Regions from separate parts of the Mus musculus genome. Here region 1 is linked to region 2. Evidence: chromatin contacts called from public HiChIP or PLAC-seq data. All regions are on one chromosome and are shown on one strand. Each heading gives the region's core, a stretch centred on a gene start, on an enhancer-like site or on the middle of the called end of the contact. The rest is flanking DNA. Distances are from core to core; before and after follow the strand shown. Region 1 overlaps Gm33104 (predicted gene, 33104). Region 2 has its middle 26 kb from the start of Gm40607.

What was found. HiChIP or PLAC-seq counts read pairs in DNA pulled down with a chosen protein or histone mark.
Region 1: a contact with region 2 is called in a BATF HiChIP or PLAC-seq map of CD8 T cells, with 15 read pairs. The contact joins two enhancer-like sites. A contact is called at or near these places in 1 of 484 Hi-C or Micro-C datasets (the G1E-ER4 cell line) and 2 of 115 datasets of contacts at active chromatin or transcription factors (CD8 T cells and embryonic basal ganglia).

Annotation. Positions count from the first base shown.
Region 1 is chr10:19,496,762-19,502,477 of GRCm38.p6, reverse strand. The region is part of intron 2 of Gm33104 (predicted gene, 33104); the gene reads right to left. Among named protein-coding and RNA genes, the nearest start is that of Gm33104, 13 kb to the right of the region's middle. Within about 2 kb of position 4,152, at least 34 of the 459 cell types and tissues checked have an H3K27ac peak or open chromatin away from gene starts, as enhancers often do. A contact at or near this core is called in CD8 T cells, where this site is marked.
Region 2 is chr10:19,266,978-19,272,873 of GRCm38.p6, reverse strand. No RefSeq gene overlaps it. Among named protein-coding and RNA genes, the nearest start is that of Gm40607, 26 kb to the right of the region's middle. Within about 2 kb of position 4,238, at least 23 of the 459 cell types and tissues checked have an H3K27ac peak or open chromatin away from gene starts, as enhancers often do. A contact at or near this core is called in CD8 T cells, where this site is marked.

The DNA.
Region 1 (5,716 bases), core at 2,903-5,402, 230 kb before region 2:
GTGCCCTTGAGAGATATTCCTGGAGGTTGAGCTTGAGGAATGTAACTTGCACTGGGAGAACATCTCTTTGAGAGATTGGTCCCTAGGGCCATATGGCATTACACACATTCAAGTTGAAACAATGTATCCATCAGGTTTTTAAGAAGCATTGTGCATTCCCCAGTGTTTACAAAATATAATTTTCTATGTGGGAATGGATAAAAATTCAAAGCTAGGTCATTGAAATTAAAAGCCACTTTGGTGTAAAGTGAGGAGTCAAATATGGATAAACATTAGTTTGTATCTTCAAGTTGGTAATGGCTCTATAGAAGATGGGCACGTTCACACGAGTGTGGGATTTGTGTGGGCCAATTTCCAACATTTATGAACTTCTTACTGTTTTTCTTTCAGTCACAAACCAGCGTCCCCCACAGCAGATATGATGAGGTTTCTGTCTTTAAGGAGCTTCTAAGTGTCTGTGAAAAGAAGTTTGATGCCATAAAACAGATAACACAAAGCATTGGAGCTCTATTGTATAAAATGAAGTATTATGTCATCTCAGACTCAAAGAAAAGATTAGGGCTGGGTGGCATAATAAGGCGTACTCTGAGAACACCTCCAGTGCTGTTGATTATGTTGTGTGAGTTGCTTTCTGCTTCCACATGTTTCTTCCTTAGGTCACTGTCTTAGTTAGGATTTCATTGCTGTGAAGAGATACCGTGACCAAGGCAACTCTTATAAAGAACAAGAGGTAATTGGGGCTGGCTTACACTTTCAGTCATTCAGTCCATTATCACCATGGCAGGAAGCATGGTAGCATGCAAGCAGACATGGTGCTGGAGGAGCTGAGAATTCTATATCTTGATCCGAAGGCTGCAAGGAGGTGACTAACTCTCTTCTGAAGGCAGCCAAGAATACACACACACACACACACACACACACACACACACACACTAGAGCTTGAGCACTAGGAGATCTCAAAGCCTGACTACACAGTGACACACTTCCACCAACAAAGCTATACCTTTTCCAACAAGGCCATACCTCCTAGTAGTATCACTTCCCATTAGCCAATCATATTCGGACTACCACAGTTCCCAAGAAACTTTGTGTATCGCCACAATTTTACAAAAATATTTATTTCAATTGAGTGTTGGATAAAGAGGGAATAGAAACTAAAGAGCTGCAACGATTATATATAAGTAGTGTGTGTGTGTGTGTGTGTGTGTGTGTGTCTGTCTGTCTGTCTGTCTGTCTGTCTGTCCTGGGTCATGAGAAAGAAGCCATCTGAGGTTAAGTCAAGTATAGATAAAATGATGCAATTAAGACTCTTGGTAAACCAGAGCTGTAAGACTGATGCCAGCTTTCCATGGCATAGTGTTTGGCAGTAAATTGTTCTTTTTAAAAATAGGAGGGATATTCTAAAATAATGATAAGAGGTAAATACATAAACCTGTCACGTGGTTAGTCATTAATACTATATAATAACTGACTAGGACACACTTTTTTATGACTGGTAGTGCATTGTGCACTTTGATGCCTAACAGTGTCATTAGATTACAGACAATTCTTTATTCCATTATAATATTATGGGAACACTAGGATATACATGATTAATAAGTAGTCAAAACAGCACTGTGCAGCACATGACTGTATAGCAATAGATGGCTGTAGAAAAAATGTCTTGTGTCTGTATGAATGTGGCACCTGTCAATAAAAATCTTGTGGCTGATAGTTTAGGCAAGAAATAGGAGGTGGGACATCTGGGAAGCAGAAAGGATTCTGGGATAGTACCAAGTAGGAGATTTGCCCGGGAAGATGTGACCCAGATGGACTATGCATAGTACCTGAGCACAGGTGACCAACCATATGGCAAATGTAGATTAGAATAAATGGGTTATTTAAAGTTATGATCTAGCCGAAGAAGAGCCTAGCTACATGGCTAAGGTATTTGTAAATGTATCTTAAGCTGGGACTTATCTCTTGGATCATGGAGGTGGGATGAAGAAGCAGACTTAACTTCTACAGATGACCAGTGTACTCTGTGACAGGCAGGGCTTTATGACATCTTCACGCTATGAGCAGGCAAGTATGACTTGGAGGTATAAGTAAGCATCATTTGCTTGTGTGATGTGACCGCATTGTATGGCTTTGACTCCTAACAAGCCATGTGTCCCTGACTGCTCACACAAGGGCTCTTGGGCATGAATGTGCTGCATGCATACCAACTCTCTATTTCATGCCACAAATTGCTTTCTCTTTATCCATTAGTGTTTGCAGAAAGTTGGTTTTCAAAGAAGATTCCAGGAAAGGTATATTAGAATTCAGCCTACCTTATCTTGTTTGAAAGTAACCAAACTTCGAATATATGTGCTGTCAGGAAACAGTGGAGAGGTAAGGACAACAGACCACACTAGCCTCCAATTTGAGCTCTGTTACTTAATGATTATTTGAAGTTTGTAATGTTTTTGTCAAACATTGCTAAATACTTATTCATTTTAAAAATTATATTTAATTATGTATTCTCTCCTCCAGTCCCCCTCCCTCATCGTGTGTGTGTGTGTGTGTGTGTGTGTGTGTGTGTATTGGTTGAAGGACAGCATGTGAGAGTTGGTTCTCTCCCTCTACTGTGTGGGATCAAATTCAGGTCACCAAACTTGGCAGCAAGTGTCTTTCCCCATTGAGCGATCTTGGAATACATAAGCATACTTTCTATATCTGGAAAATTGTAGTAACAAAAACCTTTATCTTGAAGTATGTATGAAGGTGGAACAATAAATAGTGTCTTGTGTGTGCTTTGGGGAGGTATGCACACAGGTATGGACTGCATACCTGTGGAGGTCAACGGAGAATGTCTACTGTCCTCTATCACTCTCTACCTTATTTTTCCAATATAGGGACTTGTACTGATTCTGGAGCTAGGCTGTCAGCTAGCAAGCCCTGGTGACCCTCTGTCCCCATAGCACTAGGATTACAACCATGTGTTATGTCCCTGCCCAGCTTCTTATGTGGGTACTAAAGGACTGAACTCAGATTTCCTTGTTTTCCCAGAAAGTGGTCTTACCCACTGAGCCATCTTTCTCGCTCCCTACATGGAAGATTTGATTCACAAACATTCTAACCTTAGCTCTCTTTCCTCCCATCTGTTTTGTGTATATAAAGGCACTTGTGCGTTTTCCAGAATAGTAATCATTTAAACAGTTGAAATTAGATAAATAGCTGTAGACCAGTGTTTCAACCACTTAAAACATTTGTATGAGTGCTGTGGCATAATGGTGACCATGGTAAATCCTACAGGAATTCATGTCTGTAAAATGTATTGGTGCTAATGTGGGCTTGGAAGTCATCCATTCTGGGTTGAATTTCCTAACAAATCCCATTTGTTAAACTTGGGCTACCAAGAGCCAAGAACAGTATCCATTCCTAAGACTCCATGCAGAAGTGAGAGTGGACTAAACTTGACAAAAGCATTTGATGAGAATCATATCTTGCTAGTTTCGCTAAGGATCTCGGAGTGAAACTTTGATTTTGTAAGGTACTGTATTAGATAGATTGCTGTGACCGTGACCAAAAACCAAAGTACCATATTTGTAGGTAACATTCCCTGAATTCTGTTAGGTTTTATCACGTTCAATGGCGATTTAAGATAAATGGGAAAGGGCAATACCATAGAACAAGAGTATTCCTCACACTCTGTCAGTACAAGCTTGCTGAAGGATAGTTCCCAGCACCTTGAGGGTGTGGGCACACACAGATCACAGTTTCATTCTGAACTATCTTTTTGGGAATGCTTGTGCAGTGAGTAAGTACTCTTAAAAAATCTGGATAGCTTTGTTTTTCAGAACAGAAAGCTGGTTTGTTAATAGCCCAGCCTAATAAACTCTCTCTGAAACAAAGGCCGGACAATTTTCTTATAGCCCAATAAGATAAGTTGCATACTCTTACTCCTGAGATGACATGGCTAAGGTACCACCCTACTCTGTTTGTGGTATTCACAATGCTTCCTTTCATTACTTTCATGTGGCATGATGACCTACTGTACAAAGCACGCTCATGCTTGCCTGCTGTTCTTGGAGCAAGGATGTCTTGTCTCCAGCCCCAGGCTGTGTCTTTGCTCAGAAAGCTGGTGCCCTGAATTGCTTGCTTTCACACAGGGTGAAAACCTCAGATCTCTCCTAGACCTTGATAGGGAGGACGCTGAGCAAGAGTTTCCAAGCTGCGGCAAACTCATCATAGAGGCAGTGCCTCTAAGACATTTGGAGGTATCCAATGGTAATCCACGTTAAAAACAAAGTTCAAAGGAACTGGGGCTTTGTGAATCATGTGCTTGTGAAGGCAACACATGGTCCCCAGCCCCATTTCTGCTTCCTGTCTACCATGAGGTGAGCAGTCTCCATGGCCATTCCTTTACCACAGTCCAGAATCAATAGTGCCAAAGACTGTGCGCTGGAATCTCTGAGCCAAGGCAAATCCTTCTTTAATTCATTCTCTTGAGTGTTTTGGTTATAATGGCACAAATGTTAAGAACTGCATAACCTCAGAGAGTTTTATACAAATTAAATATATACATGATTGTGAATGGTGCCTAGCCCATAAGACACTATAAATAATGATTATTACCATGCACGCACATTTTTCATATCATAACTCTGAGGATAAGATTTAAAACAACCGTTATTAGATTTTTTTTCTTTCACTAAATAAAAATAAGTTGCTTGCAAATAACAGAAGTGTGGCATCTCCTGCAGGTAGTTACTGCTCTAAGTTTGTGAAGGATGTTGGGATAAACTAAGCAATAGCTGGTTCCTTAATTATCTTCTTTGACATATTTTTACCGAGGACTTGCTACAGGGTAACAATACTGTCCATCTTCTAGCTCAGAGAAGATTATGGCGTACTAATATGTGTCTAGCAAATATTGTAAGCTCTTCGTTCTTTATGAAGACTTAAAAAATTCCATGTTTATAGTTCAAGCAATGGCTTTCAAACTCTTGTTTATAAGCCTTTTGCCAAGTACCTTCTTGTTTGGATCATCACTTGTTTTTTCCTGGTTGAGCAAATTAAGAATCAGCATATTCTTATTTATTTTAGGATTTGAGTGGCCATGTTGAGTGATTTTATGTTTGTTTGGGGTTTTTTTTTGTGGTTTGTTTTGTTATTCCTATCTCTGTTTTGCAATATGACTTCCTCTCTAAGTTTTGGATGACAAATCTGTTTTCTAACAAAAATTTCTTTCCCTTTTGTATTATGCATAATATTGAATTTATGACTTTGTTCCAGATAAATGTTCAATAACTGATAAGTTATTTTGTGTATTTATAATATTTGCATTGATAGACCTTCCATCACAGACCTGGTAAGACAGTACTAATGACATATTATTTACCTGGATGTTTATTTATTCAATGTCTAACATTTTGAAAAATTTATTTATTTAGTGATGTTAGATTATACTTAAAAGATCTATCTATCTATCTATCTATCTATCTATCTATCTATCTATCTTTAATTTATTTGAGTCAGAATCTCTTATAGTCCAGACTGTCTTCAACTTGAAGTCAAGTTTGAACTTTTGATTCTCTTGCCTCTAGTGTCTAGGTTCTGAGGTTACAGGCATGTATAACATTGTCCAGTTAAGAACATAATTATTTAGATTTCACATAACTATAAAAGTAAGTCTACTATAACATTAAAGCATTAGGAAAATTATGTTTTATTTTGGGTTAGATCTAAAGTC
Region 2 (5,896 bases), core at 2,989-5,488:
AGTTTCATGTGTTTAGGAAATTGTATCTTATATCTTGGGTATCCTAGGTTTTGGGCTAATATCCACTTATCAGTGAGTACATATTGTGTGAGTTCCTTTGTGAATGTGTTACCTCACTCAGGATGATGCCCTCCAGGTCCATCCATTTGGCTAGGAATTTCATAAATTCATTCTTTTTAATAGCTGAGTAGTACTCCATTGTGTAGATGTACCACATTTTCTGTATCCATTCCTCTGTTGAGGGGCATCTGGGTTCTTTCCAGCTTCTGGCTATTATAAATAAGGCTGCTATGAACATAGTGGAGCATGTGTCCTTCTTACCAGTTGGGGCATCTTCTGGATATATGCCCAGGAGAGGTATTGCTGGATCCTCCGGTAGTACTATGTCCAATTTTCTGAGGAACCGCCAGACGGATTTCCAGAGTGGTTGTACAAGCCTGCAATCCCACCAACAATGGAGGAGTGTTCCTCTTTCTCCACATCCTCGCCAGCATCTGCTGTCACCTGAATTTTTGATCTTAGACATTCTGACTGGTGTGAGGTGGAATCTCAGGGTTGTTTTGATTTGCATTTCCCTGATGATTAAGGATGTTGAACATTTTTTCAGGTGCTTCTCTGCCATTCGGTATTCCTCAGGTGAGAATTCTTTGTTCAGTTCTGAGCCCCATTTTTTAATGGGGTTGTTTGATTTTCTGAAGTCCACCTTCTTGAGTTCTTTATATATGTTGGATATTAGTCCCCTATCTGATTTAGGATAGGTAAAGATCCTTTCCCAATCTGTTGGTGGTCTCTTTGTCTTATTGACGGTGTCTTTTGCCTTGCAGAAACTTTGGAGTTTCATTAGGTCCCATTTGTCAATTCTCGATCTTACAGCACAAGCCATTGCTGTTCTGTTCAGGAATTTTTCCCCTGTGCCCATATCTTCAAGGCTTTTCCCCACTTTCTCCTCTATAAGTTTCAGTGTCTCTGGTTTTATGTGAAGTTCTTTGATCCATTTAGATTTGACCTTAGTACAAGGAGATAAGTATGGATCGATTCGCATTCTTCTACATGATAACAACCAGTTGTGCCAGCACCATTTGTTGAAAATGCTGTCTTTCTTCCACTGGATGGTTTTAGCTCCCTTGTCGAAGATCAAGTGACCATAGGTGTGTGGGTTCATTTCTGGGTCTTCAATTCTATTCCATTGGTCTACTTGTCTGTCTCTATACCAGTACCATGCAGTTTTTACCACAATTGCTCTGTAGTAAAGCTTTAGGTCAGGCATGGTGATTCCACCAGAGGTTCTTTTATCCTTGAGAAGAGTTTTTGCTATCCTAGGTTTTTTGTTATTCCAGATGAATTTGCAAATTGCTCCTTCTAATTCGTTGAAGAATTGAGTTGGAATTTTGATGGGGATTGCATTGAATCTGTAGATTGCTTTTGGCAAGATAGCCATTTTTACAATATTGATCCTGCCAATCCATGAGCATGGGAGATCTTTCCATCTTCTGAGATCTTCTTTAATTTCTTTCTTCAGAGACTTGAAGTTTTTATCATACAGATCTTTCACTTCCTTAGAGTCACGCCGAGATATTTTATATTATTTGTGACTATTGAGAAGGGTGTTGTTTCCCTAATTTCTTTCTCAGCCTGTTTATTCTTTGTGTAGAGAAAGGCCATTGACTTGTTTGAGTTAATTTTATATCCAGCTACTTCACCGAAGCTGTTTATCAGGTTTAGGAGTTCTCTGGTGGAATTTTTAGGGTCACTTATATATACTATCATATCATCTGCAAAAAGTGATATTTTGACTTCCTCCTTTCCAATTTGTATCCCCTTGATCTCCTTTTGTTGTCGAATTGCTCTGGCTAATACTTCAAGTACTATGTTGAAAAGGTAGGGAGAAAGTGGGCAGCCTTGTCTAGTCCCTGATTTTAGTGGGATTGCTTCCAGCTTCTCTCCATTTACTTTGATGTTGGCTACTGGTTTGCTGTAGATTGCTTTTATCATGTTTAGGTATGGGCCTTGAATTCCTGATCTTTCCAGAACTTTTATCATGAATGGGTGTTGGATCTTGTCAAATGCTTTTTCTGCATCCAACGAGATGATCATGTGGTTTTTGTCTTTGAGTTTGTTTATATAGTGGATTACATTGATGGATTTTCGTATATTAAACCATCCCTGCATTCCTGGAATAAAACCTACTTGGTCAGGATGGATGATTGCTTTAATGTGTTCTTGGATTCGGTTAGCGAGAATTTTATTGAGGATTTTTGCATCGATATTCATAAGAGAAATTGGTCTGAAGTTCTCTATCTTTGTTGGATCTTTCTGTGGTTTAGGTATCAGAGTAATAGTGGTTTCATAAAATGAGTTGGGTAGAGTACTTTCTACTTCTATCTTGTGAAAAAGTTTGTGCAGAACTGGAATTAGATCTTCTTTGAAGGTCTGATAGAACTCTGCACTAAACCCGTCTGGTCCTGGGCTTTTTTTGGCTGGGAGACTATTTATAACTGCTTCTATTTCTTTAGGGGATATGGGACTGTTTAGAAGGTCAACTTGATCCTGATTCAACTTTGGTACCTGGTATCTGTCCAGAAATTTGTCCATTTCATCCAGGTTTTCCAGTTTTGTTGAGTATAGCCTTTTGTAGAAGGATCTGATGGTGTTTTGGATTTCTTCAGGATCTGTTGTTATGTCTCCCTTTTCAGTGACAAATTAACTTTTTGAGACAGGATTCTGCTATGTAGCCCAGACCTTCTTTTCTCCTGCCTCAGTCTTTTGACTGCTGATCTTACAGGTGTGAGCTAGCATGCCAGGCTCTCTGATCTTGATTCCTAACTCATTTTGCATCTTGCTCCTGCTAGTAGATGTCTACAACCTTTAATCTTATTACGTTGTATCCTGCCTAAATGTGGAACTCCTTTCAAACGTCTTATAATGAAATACAGATTCTTATCATTGTGTATATTTATTCCCATGCTCCCCCACCCTGTTGGCATCTATATGTCACATGTTTTAATTTGTTCTTTTACAAGTTCTTTTTTCTTCAACAAATCTATCTCATGCTACTAGAACCCTGCCCTACCCCAACTCCAATGTGTACTTCAACTATGGAGCAGTGTGAGGTCCAACCTTCAAAACCAACAATGAAGAAGGGTTGTGGGAGGGATGAACGGAGGCTGAAGGGGATCTAAGGAATTGTAGACAGTTAGGACATACATTATTCATAGCACACAGCACTAAGCAGGCAGATGCCAGCAGACCAAGCACAAGTTGGCTCATATAGGTAAGCATGATTACACACAGTGACTGGCACATTGGCTCAATGAGGTAGGGACAACAAAGGCTGACAGATATGAAGGGCCCAACCTTTTTACCTCAAAGCCATGTTTATACAGAATTACACAAAAGTGACATTTTGTCAGAGATATGTCACATGACAGATTGCATTACTGTTTACTTTTAGGTTTCCTAAACAGCCAATGTCTGTCATTTTGTGCTGTCTTATGGCTCCCCCATGCCCAGTGTTAGTTGTCTTAGTCCATATTGGGTATTGATATCAGCACTATAGTCTCTGAACAGAAACTGGCTTTTATAGCCTTTTGTTTCCTATAATAGATTCTGAATGCCCCAACCTACTCCATGCAAAATTAATAGTCTTTATACAAGCTCCTGCTATACTCCACACATCTGAGCTACATTTGTTCTCTCATGTATCCCATGTACATTTGGATTATGCCCATGTCACTGTCCAAGGAGATAGGTGCACAAACCAAGAAGTTAAGTTGTGACTAGAGAGAATCAGCGCTAAGAGGGGAAAAAACAAAACAAAACAAAACAAAACAAAACAGTGATCATCATAGTCCACAAAGAGTATCATTAGTGTGAAATAATAATGAAAACATACAATTTGAACTTGAGCTTGGAGATCTTCTGCAGGATAATACTCATATTAGCCTTATGAATTACTTTCTATATAAAGCATTGCTCATTTTTACACATTAGCAGAGTGGGAGTGCTTCTCTATCTATATGCTAATATATGAATGTTCTAAAACATATTTATGAAATATTCAAAGTAAGGAAGGCCTGAGATTGGGACTGGGTAGATACCGTTTACGATCTCACGCAGTCAAGTAGAACTGGTAGAGTTAAAAGGAGACCGTTCTCAGGCACTGTGTAGAGGCTCTCTCTTAGTCAGGTTCATTGACTACAAGCAACAGATACAGATTCAGTTCACGTTAACTAGGAATGGTGCTTTAGCAAGCAAGCCCTCTAATACTGAGCCACATGATTGGGCCAGAGGAAAACAACTCATGACGTCTGTGGCTAACCAGATGATGCAAGACAAGATAAAATACACTTCTTGGAGAATAAGAAGGAATCATGATACCTATAAGAATCAGAAAAACAAAACAAAACAAAACAAAACAAAACAAAACAAAACAAAACAAAACACCCACCCTCTCCCTGTTTGTAAATATGCTAAGTCTTCCCGGAAGACCAGTTACTTCCCCTTCACCAAGCACCACCACCATCATTACTAACCACAACCTTTCTCCAAAGCGACAATCAACTCTAGCAACGCTGCAGATGCCCTCTGGGTTTGGAGTCCTCCTGAGCAGAATTTCAGGTCCTAGCCCACTTCCTGATTGTTTACAGGCACAGGGATGGGGGAGGGGACTTTCTCCTTCCTTTTCAGTAGGTGCAGGTGTGAGCCAGGGAGTTATTCATACGAATGAATGACTCATGAGTAAGATATGAATCTTCCTGTATGAATCATTATCACAAAGACCCCTCAAACAGTAAAAAAGATAAGATACCAGAAAGTCCACCATCATTATTCTGTTGTTCACTCCAAATTGATCTTATGGTACTTAGACTAGAAGTCTTACATTCAGTATTTGCTTTTAATTTTAAAATTAAAACAATTTCAATGAATTTTTTTTGATCAAACTTTAAAATCTCCTAAGAGAGCCTATCTGAATTTCCTATGGTATGATAAACCCTTAAGAGTTTTAGTGGGATTTGTCAAGTAACTAGCACGGACCTTTTTTCTCAAGGGCAGACATGAGAGTACACACCACACTGTGAACTGGCTCGTGGTAACTTTATCTTTTCCTCTCCTCTGGTGTTTTCTTATATAATAGAAGCTGGAAGCAGCGCTCAACCTTTTTTGCCTGCTTTGTTTGTAATTTCGGTCTCAGGTATGAAGCTGGTTTTGACAACTGAATCCTCTGAATACCAGAAGCGACATTTTAGGCTCTCTCTCTCTCTCTCTCTCTCTCTCTCTCTCTCTCTCTCTCTCTCTCTCTCTGTCTCTCTCTCTCTTATCTAACTTGCCCTCACAAATACCACAAAGCTATTGTTGGAAGAGCTATTTTCCAGAAGTCCTTGGGGTGGGCCCTGAATGGCATGCTCGGGTTTGCCTAATGTACAAGGCACAGGTCTTTCTTTATCCAGCCATCTTCTCAGGGCTGTGTTTATAATAAGTGGCCTTAGTAGATGGGGTGGTAATTCCTTTTGGAGCAAAGTCTCCTTTACAAACTCACTTAGTGCTTGTTTTATATGGAACTCACAACGTCACTTCTCCTGATCAGGCTTAATACAAGCATGCTATTGATAACGGTTTAACTAGGACTCCTCCATAAGTTCAGCAAACTTTCTGCAAAGGACCAGAGAATAAATATTTTAGGTTTTGAGGGACAGTGTGAACTCTGATAGACATGCAACTGTGCCATTTTACAGCCAATGCAACCATAAATGATAGCAAATGAATTAGCATATTTATGTTCCAAGTGGACTCTATTTATACACAGCAGGTGATGGGCAAAATATGACTTCTCTGGAAGACAGAAAGTCCTACATCTTGTGTAAACTCGAGTCTGTGGAGGAGACAAGCCTGATTACCA